Regions from separate parts of the Zea mays genome. Here region 2 is linked to region 1. Evidence: chromatin contacts called from public Hi-C data. All regions are on one chromosome and are shown on one strand. Each heading gives the region's core, a stretch centred on a gene start, on an enhancer-like site or on the middle of the called end of the contact. The rest is flanking DNA. Distances are from core to core; before and after follow the strand shown. Region 1 holds the start of LOC100193705 (Alanine aminotransferase 2 mitochondrial). Region 2 holds the start of LOC100303991 (wound responsive protein).

What was found. A called contact is a pair of places that touch in the nucleus more often than the background predicts.
Region 2: a contact with region 1 is called in a Hi-C map of leaf, with 5 times the contacts expected there. The contact joins the promoter of LOC100303991 here to the promoter of LOC100193705 in region 1. A contact is called at or near these places in 3 of 25 Hi-C or Micro-C datasets (bundle sheath, endosperm and leaf).

What each region holds. Positions count from the first base shown.
Region 1 is chr1:145,241,501-145,246,815 of Zm-B73-REFERENCE-NAM-5.0, reverse strand. LOC100193705 (Alanine aminotransferase 2 mitochondrial) reads right to left here and starts at 2,612. Exons shown (of 15, transcript NM_001327768.1): 1 at 2,436-2,612; 2 at 1,606-1,656; 3 at 850-900; 4 at 682-747; 5 at 558-619. The coding sequence starts at 2,474.
Region 2 is chr1:145,427,745-145,433,052 of Zm-B73-REFERENCE-NAM-5.0, reverse strand. It overlaps LOC100303991 (wound responsive protein), which reads left to right and starts at 3,577. Exons shown (of 11, transcript NM_001414262.1): 1 at 3,577-3,652; 2 at 4,663-4,958. The coding sequence starts at 4,667. It also overlaps the pseudogene LOC103644943.

The DNA.
Region 1 (5,315 bases), core at 1,363-3,862:
ACCAAGTACACATAAGAATTTATGTATAAATGGGACACTAAACTACTTTTGGAAGTTTCTGGCTAACAAAAATATTAAACAGTGCAAATAAGACAGAAAACAAATATTAAAAATCATCTTTTCAACTGGAAATGGTATCAAGGGAAATTTTAGGGAAAAAAATAGAAGGGCATGCATTAGGCAATGATTTAATGGTTCTTCTGATGAACAGATCAGTTAAACATTAAAGCTCTAAACCTATCTTCCGAGGTATGTTTTAACTGTCAGAGTTGAAGGGGAAAAGTTAAATTCCTGACAAATTTCATTGGAAATTTTACTATTTATATAAATGTTTACTATTTTCAAAGAAAATTCCGCATAATTATGTTGCCACAGCTTTGATTTTGGAGGAAGATAATTGTCCTATCTCTGTAACATTTTTAGAATTTTTAGGTTGCTTTGACACTGAAGTTGGGAAAATAGCAGGATATCACTTAGCTGAGCGTTTGCACTAGATCTCTCCATTTAAGACTTCGGTAAACAGAATGATGAATGAATAGAACAGTGACGATATTCACCTGAACAATGATTTGGTTTCCTCTTTTTCCAAGAGGCATGGATGATCACAAAGAGCAAGAACCTGCAAGGTACCATGTAAATATCGAAGAAACAAAGGTGGAATCTGCAGGTAAAGTTGCATACCTCCCTGAAGAACGTCACAGGTTGCTGACCAAGGGATTGAGGATTCCCAATGTTGCAGAACAGGATCTGCAAGGGTAAAAATATAATTGGACTGAGCTATATAGTTTTCGAAAAATGATGAAAGATAAAAGTACTTTCAATGAAATTTTCGAATCAACAGTTAGGTACCTCATCAAAAGGAAGAGACCCTGGTTGTGTTTGTAGTTGTTGCTGCAAGCGCTGTTAACAGAAAAAAACAGTGGGGCTATATTAAATCAATTTTGAAGCAGTTCCTTAATAATAGCAGACCTGCTAGTGGCATGGAGCGCTCAAGATTCTAAAAAATATTCACAGTGAGCCATATTAAATATGGTGAACAAGATTATTAACCTTCAATAATTAGGATAGATTTCATCAGGGAACAATTGCAAATTAAAATATTAATAATATGTTAATTGGCAATCAAGGAGACTATATGCTTAATTCCCTTCCTGAACCAAACTAGAATTCCAAAACTATAAAGTAAGCTCTATAACACAAATACATGTTTGTGACTCCAGGTATTGCACTATGCTGTTCTTTGTTGATTCAGTTAAATCAGATAGCAGTGGGCGTGTTCGGCTGGCTACAAGCCGACACTGTTGCAGCTGTTTGGACTGCTGCAGCTGCAATCCATAGAGAGAAAAATACTGTAGAAGCCGCAGCCGCAGCCGGATTGCAGCCGCAGCAAGCCGCAGCGAACAAGCTGAGTATCAAAAGCAATACTATTACCACAACAGTGTAACAAGTACTATTATCACAACAGCCTAACAAAACTTATATGATTTAACGTTATTGCCTTGTGGTGAGGTGATTAACCGATTATATGGGAACATGAACAGAGTGATATATAACATACTGAAGTACTAGACTGCAAGCCTTGTTGAACATCAGTAGTCAAGATACCTGAGCATGGATGACAATCTCGCCACGGACTGCATACTCACATTTCAAGACCTGTAATAGTTGTCAGTGTATTAGCTAGGCATGAGAAGCCACACTCGCCTTACCTAGACAAGCAAAGCACGAAAGCTATTGTCTATGAAACAGGTGGAGATCAAGATCACACGACATTCAATAGGTTTAGTAACAAAGTACAGCTTGCCAACGTTGTAGTACCTCAGATCTCGCATAAATAGTACAGCATCAACCTATCATCATTTTGCACCAGAATGGGGCAGCAGTTCAAACAAACCGCCGTATCCCCTTTTGAAGTCAAAGGGGAGAAAAAGGATACTGACATAGATGACATTAAACTATTCGATCACAACAAAACAAAACAAAAAGAAAAGGCACTCCAGCAGCTCGAGTCGCACTGAGATCTAACTCTGGGTTGAGAGAGAGCGATAGCAACTAGTGATCCCGGTAAAAGGAACTACACTTGTTCCCAACATCTTACTGTTGGAACTTTGCGCCGGTGCAGTTATTTTACAAATATCCTAAAAAAATCTCATTTGATTTCAAAGTATGAATCAAAACCGGATCATCAGAACAAGAACTAAGCACGCATGTACCACTGCAGCGAATCAAGGATAATCTTTTCACCCCAAATTTCTCAAGCAAACGAGAATCAAAGCCGCGGCTCAGATGAATCAGGGATATGCAGAACGCAGCACATCCACAGTGCTTCTTTCTGTCTCGTCAAAGCCCAAACTTCCCACCGAAGAATCCATCAAAACGGAACCTTCAATGGACAGACAGGTAGACAGGGCGAGGAAAACGGGCGGTGCTGTCACCTTGGGGTTGAGGTTTTCCACGGCGACGCTGGGGGCCATGGCGAACACGAGGGATCAGCTTCGCAGCGACGGAAGGATTGCGTACAAGCCGAGGACAACGGGCCGCGTCCCTCTCTCACAGTGCGGCTTCGTGGCGAATCGGGGCAGCGAAACCAGATGTTTGGCGTTGTCGAAAAAAAAGGCCAGATGGCTGGTGCTTATAAAAGGCGGCCACGGGCGTACAGGGGGAGGGAACGACGGAAGCAGACAAACAAGAGGCGCACGCCAGAAAGCGAGTGGAAGGAGAACGGAGGGCCGGTGGCCACAGCCGCGGTTTTGCGTTAATTAAAATAAAACAAACAAAGTCACTCTTTGGTATTTATTACAATAAAAAAGTCTCAGATCAATGCTGTAGATGAGCTTGCCTAGATTGCATCATGCAATTTTGGCACTTTTATGTTCCTTCTCTCGTACATGCAACTACTATGAATAACTTGGCTTCTCTTTCTGTGCCGATTCAAGCTATGCGAGTTTTTTTATTTCTTATCTGCGATGTGATGCGGGATGTTTCCCTTGTTGTTTCCCTCTTTCGTTCCAATTTATAATTCATTTAAAAATTTTATCGTAATTTTGATTAACTTGTCTAATTAAAAAATATAATTATTATTAATTTTTACTGTGATATTGTTTATCATGTAATACACATTAAGTATGGCTTTAATTTTTTCTTTTTTTCTTAAGAATTTTGAATGAAACGAGCTGGTCAGACTTATAAAAAATTATAATAAATAATAAATTAGGACACAAGGAGTAAAACATTTAAAAAGTTTATCTATCAATGTCATTTCTAATAAAATGTTGGCTCCGTTGACTAGAGCTAATGAAAGACTATTTGATCCTACGAAAGATATATGGAACTATCAACTATATAATACATTCTTTAACGAAATTGGAGAAGGCGAAGCCCATGTAGAAATTTATTAAAAACCAAAAGATGAGTGAAAATTAAAAGTTTAACAACAAAACTTCAAGAGACAAAAAATGAAATGAAGAAAGTAAAAGTACAGAAGAAGGCAACAGCAGATTCTGGATCCATAAATCAAAGAGAGTTGAATGTTTAGCGTTTGCCCTGGAGGTGATCAGTTTTATCTTTTTTCCGTAAGTTTCTTCCAAAGAATGGAAGTGAGGTTCAACATTGTTGAATAGTACATTTTTGTCGGTAACGATGGCACACAGTCATATTTGATATAAATAAAAATATTTTAATATTAAAGTACACATATGGTTCACATATTAAATATTAAACTGATAAAAACAAATATTACACTTTATTTTCTCCAAAATGTCAAGAAAGATATGAGTTGAAAACGAGCCTGACCCTTTTCTTATAGCTCATTTGATCGTTCGTTCTCTTTTAGCTAACGAGGTGGTACTATATGGAAGCGCTGCGCTGCGAGTGACTTTCTGTCATGTTAAGCTTGGATAGTTTCTCATGGCTAATTTGTGATGTAACGATCCATTAGTAGGCAATAATCGGGGGAAATGAATAGACTTACGTGTTTTGCATGTGTTTTGCATATGACGCACGACGTACAAAACTAGTGCTCTAAAGTAGTAGTGATTAGATCAGTTTTTGCATTTCGAATGACCCAAGTAATTGAGATTGCCACCACCAGAAAGAACTTTGGGCAAGACTGGTTTCTGATAGCTTGAAAAAGTATCTATGGAAGTTAGGGCCTATTCGGTTCGCTGCCTTATTTTCCACAGTTTGTCATGACTAAGGTTAGACATGTTTTACTGAGTTAGGTATGTGTTTAGTTTGTAGCCACAATTATGACATGATTTTTCTCCTGCTATGTAGGTCTCACTCGTTAATGACTAATAAAAGTGTGATAAAATTCACTTAGGCATGCTATAATGTGGCACATAATTTAAACATCTAACCTTAGATAAGTGTGACAAAAATTGTGTTGTAGTTTTTGGCAACTTAGACATGCAACCAAACATGTTAATCTTCTTCTAAAGTTATATGGACCGAATTCCAACAACTTTGGCAGAGGACATAATAGTTATACGGTTCTAACTGCATGTTATTTCTCTTCTGTGTAAATATCTTGTGCTGAACATGTTTGAAGCAAGAAAATCTACGTTTTGCTGGCAAAAGCACTCTAGATCCACATGAAAGCTTGATGAATTTGTCCATATCCAATCAGACTCAGACTCAAGTTGGCCCTGGCAGCTGAAAAAATATCCCCTATTCATAATTATATATGCCTTTTTGAGTTGTTAAAGGAAAGCACGACGCCCATAGAATAGATTGAACTGCTTGCAACTGGTTAAAAGTAGTATATAAACGAAAGAACTTCTAGTTGGTTTGGTTAGGTGTCCGTTGTTGAGTTAGACTCTCTATAGGACCTACTTTTAGCTTAATTTTTTAAAAGAAATCCTCTATGGTTTTTAAAATTCATTATCTATATAAAATTAGTGAAAAGAGATGGATTTCAGTTTAACAAAAGAGAAACTCTAGATATTCATCAAGTAGAACAAAATCACCAAACTTGCATCAACTAACTAATCATCTCTTTAATTTATGTCATTGTCCTAGCTATCCTGTTTCAATTCTACATATGCTACACTTGCACATAGCACCTGCACCTTCACTACATTCACTACAGTAAAACAGAAAATTTCCGACGGCCAAAGATAGTTTTTTTGTAGTATTCTTTCTCCTGAATCAAATTAAGTCCCTGATACCAAAAGTGATAGCCCTCTCCATTGCGCTAGAAGCAATAAATTAAACAAACCAGTCCAAACACAAATTGAGTAAATTCTAGCTGTGGTGGATCTATATATAATGGATTTTTTTTTCAGTTTAGAAGTTGTGGCGGGTGACTCAGCGAG
Region 2 (5,308 bases), core at 2,328-4,827, 190 kb before region 1:
AGTGTTGATTATGGGAAAAAGGGGGAGTTTTTGAAATCCGTGGTCAAATTCTTTTGAAATGACTCTCTTTATGCTTCAATATGTGTGTTTGACTTATAGATAGAGATTTGAGTTTGATTTGCAAAAACAAACCAAGTGGTGGCAAAGGATGATCCATATATGCCAAAATTGAATCAAAACCAATTTGAGTTTTTATTTGAAGTGATTTTGCACTTGTTCCACTTGCTTTATGTTGTGTTGGCATAAATCACCAAAAAGGGGGAGATTGAAAGGGAAATGTGCCCTTGGGCCATTTCTAAGTATTTTGGTGATTGAGTGCAAACACAAGGGCCTAAATGTGAAAATATGCTCATGGATGAACAAAGTGTAAATCACAAGTAAAGGTATGTTTCTAAGCCTTAGTACATTAGTTTTGTGTACTAACATCTTGTCTAAGTGTTAGAAACAGGAGAAAGAAGAAAAGAAAAGAAGTGGAGAGTGGCTGTGTACAGCCAAAGGCTGCTTCGGGCTGGGGCACCGGACTGTCCGGTGTGCACCGGACAGTGTCCGGTGCGCCAGATCAGCGCAGCGCAAACCAGCCGCTCTCGGGTTTTTCTCCGGCGACTTCGGCTAAAATTCACCGGACTGTCCGGTGTGCACCGGACTGTCCGGTGAGCCAACGGTCGGCCGGGCCAACGGTCGGCCGCGCGATCGGCGCGCGACACGTGGCCGAGCCAACGGTCGGAAGGAAGCACCGGACTGTCCGGTGTGCACCGGACTGTCCGGTGCGCCAGATCTGCAACGATCTGCAACGGTCGGCTTCGCCATTTAAGGAAACAAATCGGGCACCGGACAGTGTCCGGTGTGCACCGGACTGTCCGGTGCGCCACGAGACAGAAGGCAAAGATGGCTTTCCAGATTTGTTCCCAACGGCTCCTAGCTGCCTTGGGGCTATAAAAGGGACCCCTAGGCGCATGGAGGAGTACACCAAGCATTCCTACAACTCTTCTAAGCACCAAGACATCAATCTCACGCATTCGTTTCATTGTGATAGCATATAGAGCTCTTGTGGAGTTGTGAACTCTTTGTGTTGCGTTGCGAGCTCTTGTTGCGACTTGTGTGCGTGTTGTTGCTCTGATTTTAGAGTCTTGTGTGCGTTGCTCATTCCCACCTTACTCCGTATTTCTTTGTGAACTCAACTGTAAGGGCGAGAGACTCCAAGTTGTGGAGATTCCTCGCAAACGGGAAAAGATCAAAGGAAAGAAAAACACCGTGGTATTCAAGTTGATCATTGGATCACTTGAGAGGAGTTGAGTGCAACTCTCGTCCATTGGGACGCCACAACGTGGAGTAGGCAAGTTTTGTACTTGGCCGAACCACGGGATAACCACCGTGTCAACTCTGTGATTGCTTTCTTGTGGTTATCGTGTTTTGAATTCTCTCTAGCCACTTGGCATAAACTGTGCTAACACCTAATCAAGTTTTGTGACTATAAGTTTAAGTTTTTACAGGATCACCTATTCACCCCCCCCTCTAGGTGCTCTCACGATCACGCCGTCGGGAATTCCTTCGTTCCCTGAAGACACGTTCCTCCGGAGTTTCTCTTATCTCTAAGACCTCGTCTCGCGATACAGGCTGCTCCGGGTCCCGCTCTCCGGCCTCGTGATGTCGCCAGATATTTCGGCGTCGGTTCCTTCATCGGCGGGATTCTCGCTAAGGAGGTTCCTCTCCGGGTGCAGTCGGCTCGTCGTCGGAGACGGGGGGCGACTCTACTCTCCTGATGAAGAGGACGTCGTGGTAGAATGGTGCAGCTGTCGTGGCGATCTTCTTTCTGTTCTCCTTTGAGGGCAGAGGCACAGAAAGAACAACTTGCTTCCTCCCAGTTTTATTTGTTTCTTTCTTCCTTGCGATTTGTGTCCATTCTTTCGTTGGAGAGGTAGACAGTGGAGTTCTCTGGGCCAGCGGGCCCTCGGCTCCTGGCTTGCTGAAGGCGATCTTTTTTTGGAGCGCTGGAGGTTGCACTTTTCCCTGCTTCACCCCGATATTTTCGAAGGTTGTTGGAGGAGACTTCCTCCTTGGCGGATCTGCGATGAGATGTAGAGTTCCTTCCTCATCCTCTACAGATGAGATAGTTCCGAAGCAGAACACGGATCCGGGGCGGAGGATGATCTTGTGCTGGAAGGTGACGGCCATTAAGCTAGCTTAGATCGGCGACACACCCCCTACCTGGCGCGCCAGCTGTCGGTGTTTTGGGTCCGACCGCACACCCGGGGTTGCCCCTCAAGGTGTTTTTTAGGAGTAGGACGGTGTTACCGACTGTAGCTCGATGGTTCGTGCAGGGCGCACGAGAAACTGTGAACAATGGTGTACAGGTTCGGGCCGCTTAGAGATGCGTAACACCCTACGTCCTGGCGGGAATGTTTTATGTGGCGGATTACAAGGAAACTCTCTAGTGCGAGGAACGTAGAGAGTTGGGGTAGATGGCTGGGTAGTGAGATCGATCGATCTGAAGGGGTGCCCCCTAGGCCTTATATATTCGACCGCGGGGCATTACATGCGGATATGATAACAGCATGCGCCTAAATGATAGTGAACCAATCGAATCTATCTTCCTATAGTTCCGCCGACCCATCCTCGCTTGGTTCCGTTATACGGGGTTCCAGCGCGGGAAGGTCGGGTCACTGTTGTGATTACTTGCTCGAAGTCATCGGGCCGTCTGGGCTCGCACCGATCCGGCCTTGCGTCAACCTGCTTCACTGGTCGTTCCTCCCCAGGTTCACGAAGGGATGACCTTACGATTTATTGGGTCCTTGGGCCTTTCGTGAGGTCTTTTATCCTTTCAGTAGACCCGGAGGATATCTGTCCCCCACACCCGAAGGAACACAGGGCACCAGTCTGGCTTTGCTGCAAACGGCGGAACGTCATCGGGGCCGAGCTCGACACCCAGCAGCCCGCGTGCAAACAGCTCTTTCCCGTCCACCACCGGCAGTGCCAGCCGTCCTGCCCACACCTCCCCGTAGACGACGTCGACGGCGCATGGCTGCGATAGAAACACCGCCGCCGCCAGCCGTTGATGGTGTCGGCAACGTAGAAGAGGCCGAGCTGGTCGACACACGCGCACTTCCGCTCTGAGGAAAGCGCGCAGGGCAGGCGGAACTCGGCGGCGAACAGCAGCGTCTCGCGCACGGTCAGCATCCCGCTCACATACACGGAGATGGCGTGCAGGCGCCGGCCCTGCAGCGACTCCCTGTTCAGCGTGACCCCGCCGCCGTGGAGGCTGTCCCGCCTTGAGCTCGCGGCGGATGCGACGCAGAGGAGGCGGGCGCCTGGTGTGGGGTGGGGAGGGGGCGGGCGCGTTTGGATGTCGCGTGGAGAGGGCGAGCGGTTTCCACGATGGGAATAGACGGGAATGGTAGAAATGGCAGACGACGGCGGGATGGAGAGGCGCTATCGCGACCGAGATTTCTGGAGGCAGAACACCGCGGATGTAGACGCCTACAATGAGTACTTAATTATTTGTAAAGATAAAGATAAAGATACTAAAGTCTGTTTTAAGACGTTCGAGTAGTCAATAAATTAGGAGGACAAAAGTGTAATTTTTACTGGGAGACCGATGCTCGCCGTCGTTCGCCCACCGCTTTGCGATTCTTCTCTCTTCCGGATAAAGCGAAAGGTAAGCAGCCCCACCTCCTTTTCTATTTCTTTCTCCAACAAATCAACAATTAATACTCCACTACGGTCGCTCTTCTCCCCTCCTCTCAATTTGCGCTCGTGCTCTGCTTCTTCGGCTCCAAGGAGCGGCGACCATTGCTCGTAAAGACGACCTCTCCTCGTGCCTTTTCCAAATCAGGCTTGTTCTTGATGCGGTCTGCGATCCGATTCTTGTGGCTTCCATTCACTCTCTTGGGATTCTTTTACCATTTCGTGGACTCTTTTGTTTCTTCTCGTTTTCTCCCCCCGTTAATTGGAGCAGCGACGGCTTGCTCCTCTTCGTGTAACGAGATTTAGTTTCCTTCGGGTGAGTGTTTATTGTTCGATGGGAGCTTCGATTTGGATTCTTGCTTGGTCTCTTGGTTTCTGCTCGTTTTGTTTGGGGACTGTGCGCTGAGGGGGGTATGGGACATGATTCTTGCACCTGCACCTGTCCTTCCGTTGATTCCTTCCTGGATGGCTGGATAACTGTCATCATGAGGATGGTGTGAGGCGATCTTTGGGATGTGTTCTCCTGGGCGTTCAGTGCAATCGAATGCTCAGTTACGTGTGTTCATTTTTATTTACATCGGCGCTGATGAACATGGGAAATAGTCTGCGAATTAAGGGATCATTAGTATATGGGAACAATAAATGATATGTGAAGCTGTCAGGTTTAGGTGCTTGATTCGGCAGTGTTTAGGCATCTGACGCTACGGTTTGGGGCTGAGATATAAAATAAGGTCCAGCACTTGTCGATCAAGACTGCAATCCAGCTTATTTTTGAATCCAAATTGTAGGTTGATACGTCAGTGTCATGAAATTGAAAACTGATAGTTGTTTTTGAAAAAATAAAACTGATAGTTGTAGCATAGGCGCAGGCCAAGAATCATTTTCTGACTTTTCTGCTTCTAGAGGCCACTTGGTTATTCCTGCACAACATTATCTGGACACGGATATTTATTTATTTGTTCCATTTTTTCATGGAGGCAGATTGATGGCGATGGAGGGACCTGTTTTCTGCCGTCCTGCAATGCAAGCGAAACTGCCTGCTGCTGCGCTGATCAACAACTCCCTGACCAAATCCGGGCAGCTTGGGACTGCATTGTTTGGTGCCATTTCAAAATACAGAAACATTTCAAGATTCATTTCTCCCATCTCTCAAACATCTACGAAGAACATAGGTCCATGCTGTAGCTTCAGCTCGTCTTCTGATGGTAATGGATACATGGCTGGAAACTCTAGCGAGAGTGATGAAGACTATGTTAATTCTACTGTGCTAGAAGCAGGTAATTCTTCACACAAGATGGTCTGCTTTTATATGGAGAATGCCACACAACATTCAAGTTTTACTTAGGCTTTATTTATTTGCTACCTTAGACTTAATTTTGCTACGTGATTAGTTGCTTGACATTCCATGTTCCGCTCATTTGTCTCAAGCATCTTACTGTCTGAATGAAAAATCTGAATGCATTCCATTGCAACTTGTAATTTATCTTGTAACTGTACTGATATTGTGCCTATGTTGCAAACTATTGTGCATATTATATCATCATTGGTACCATACATTATTATATGCAAGTTGCAAGTTGACGATTTGAATCGAAATCATGTTTGAACTCAACACAAATTAAATTAT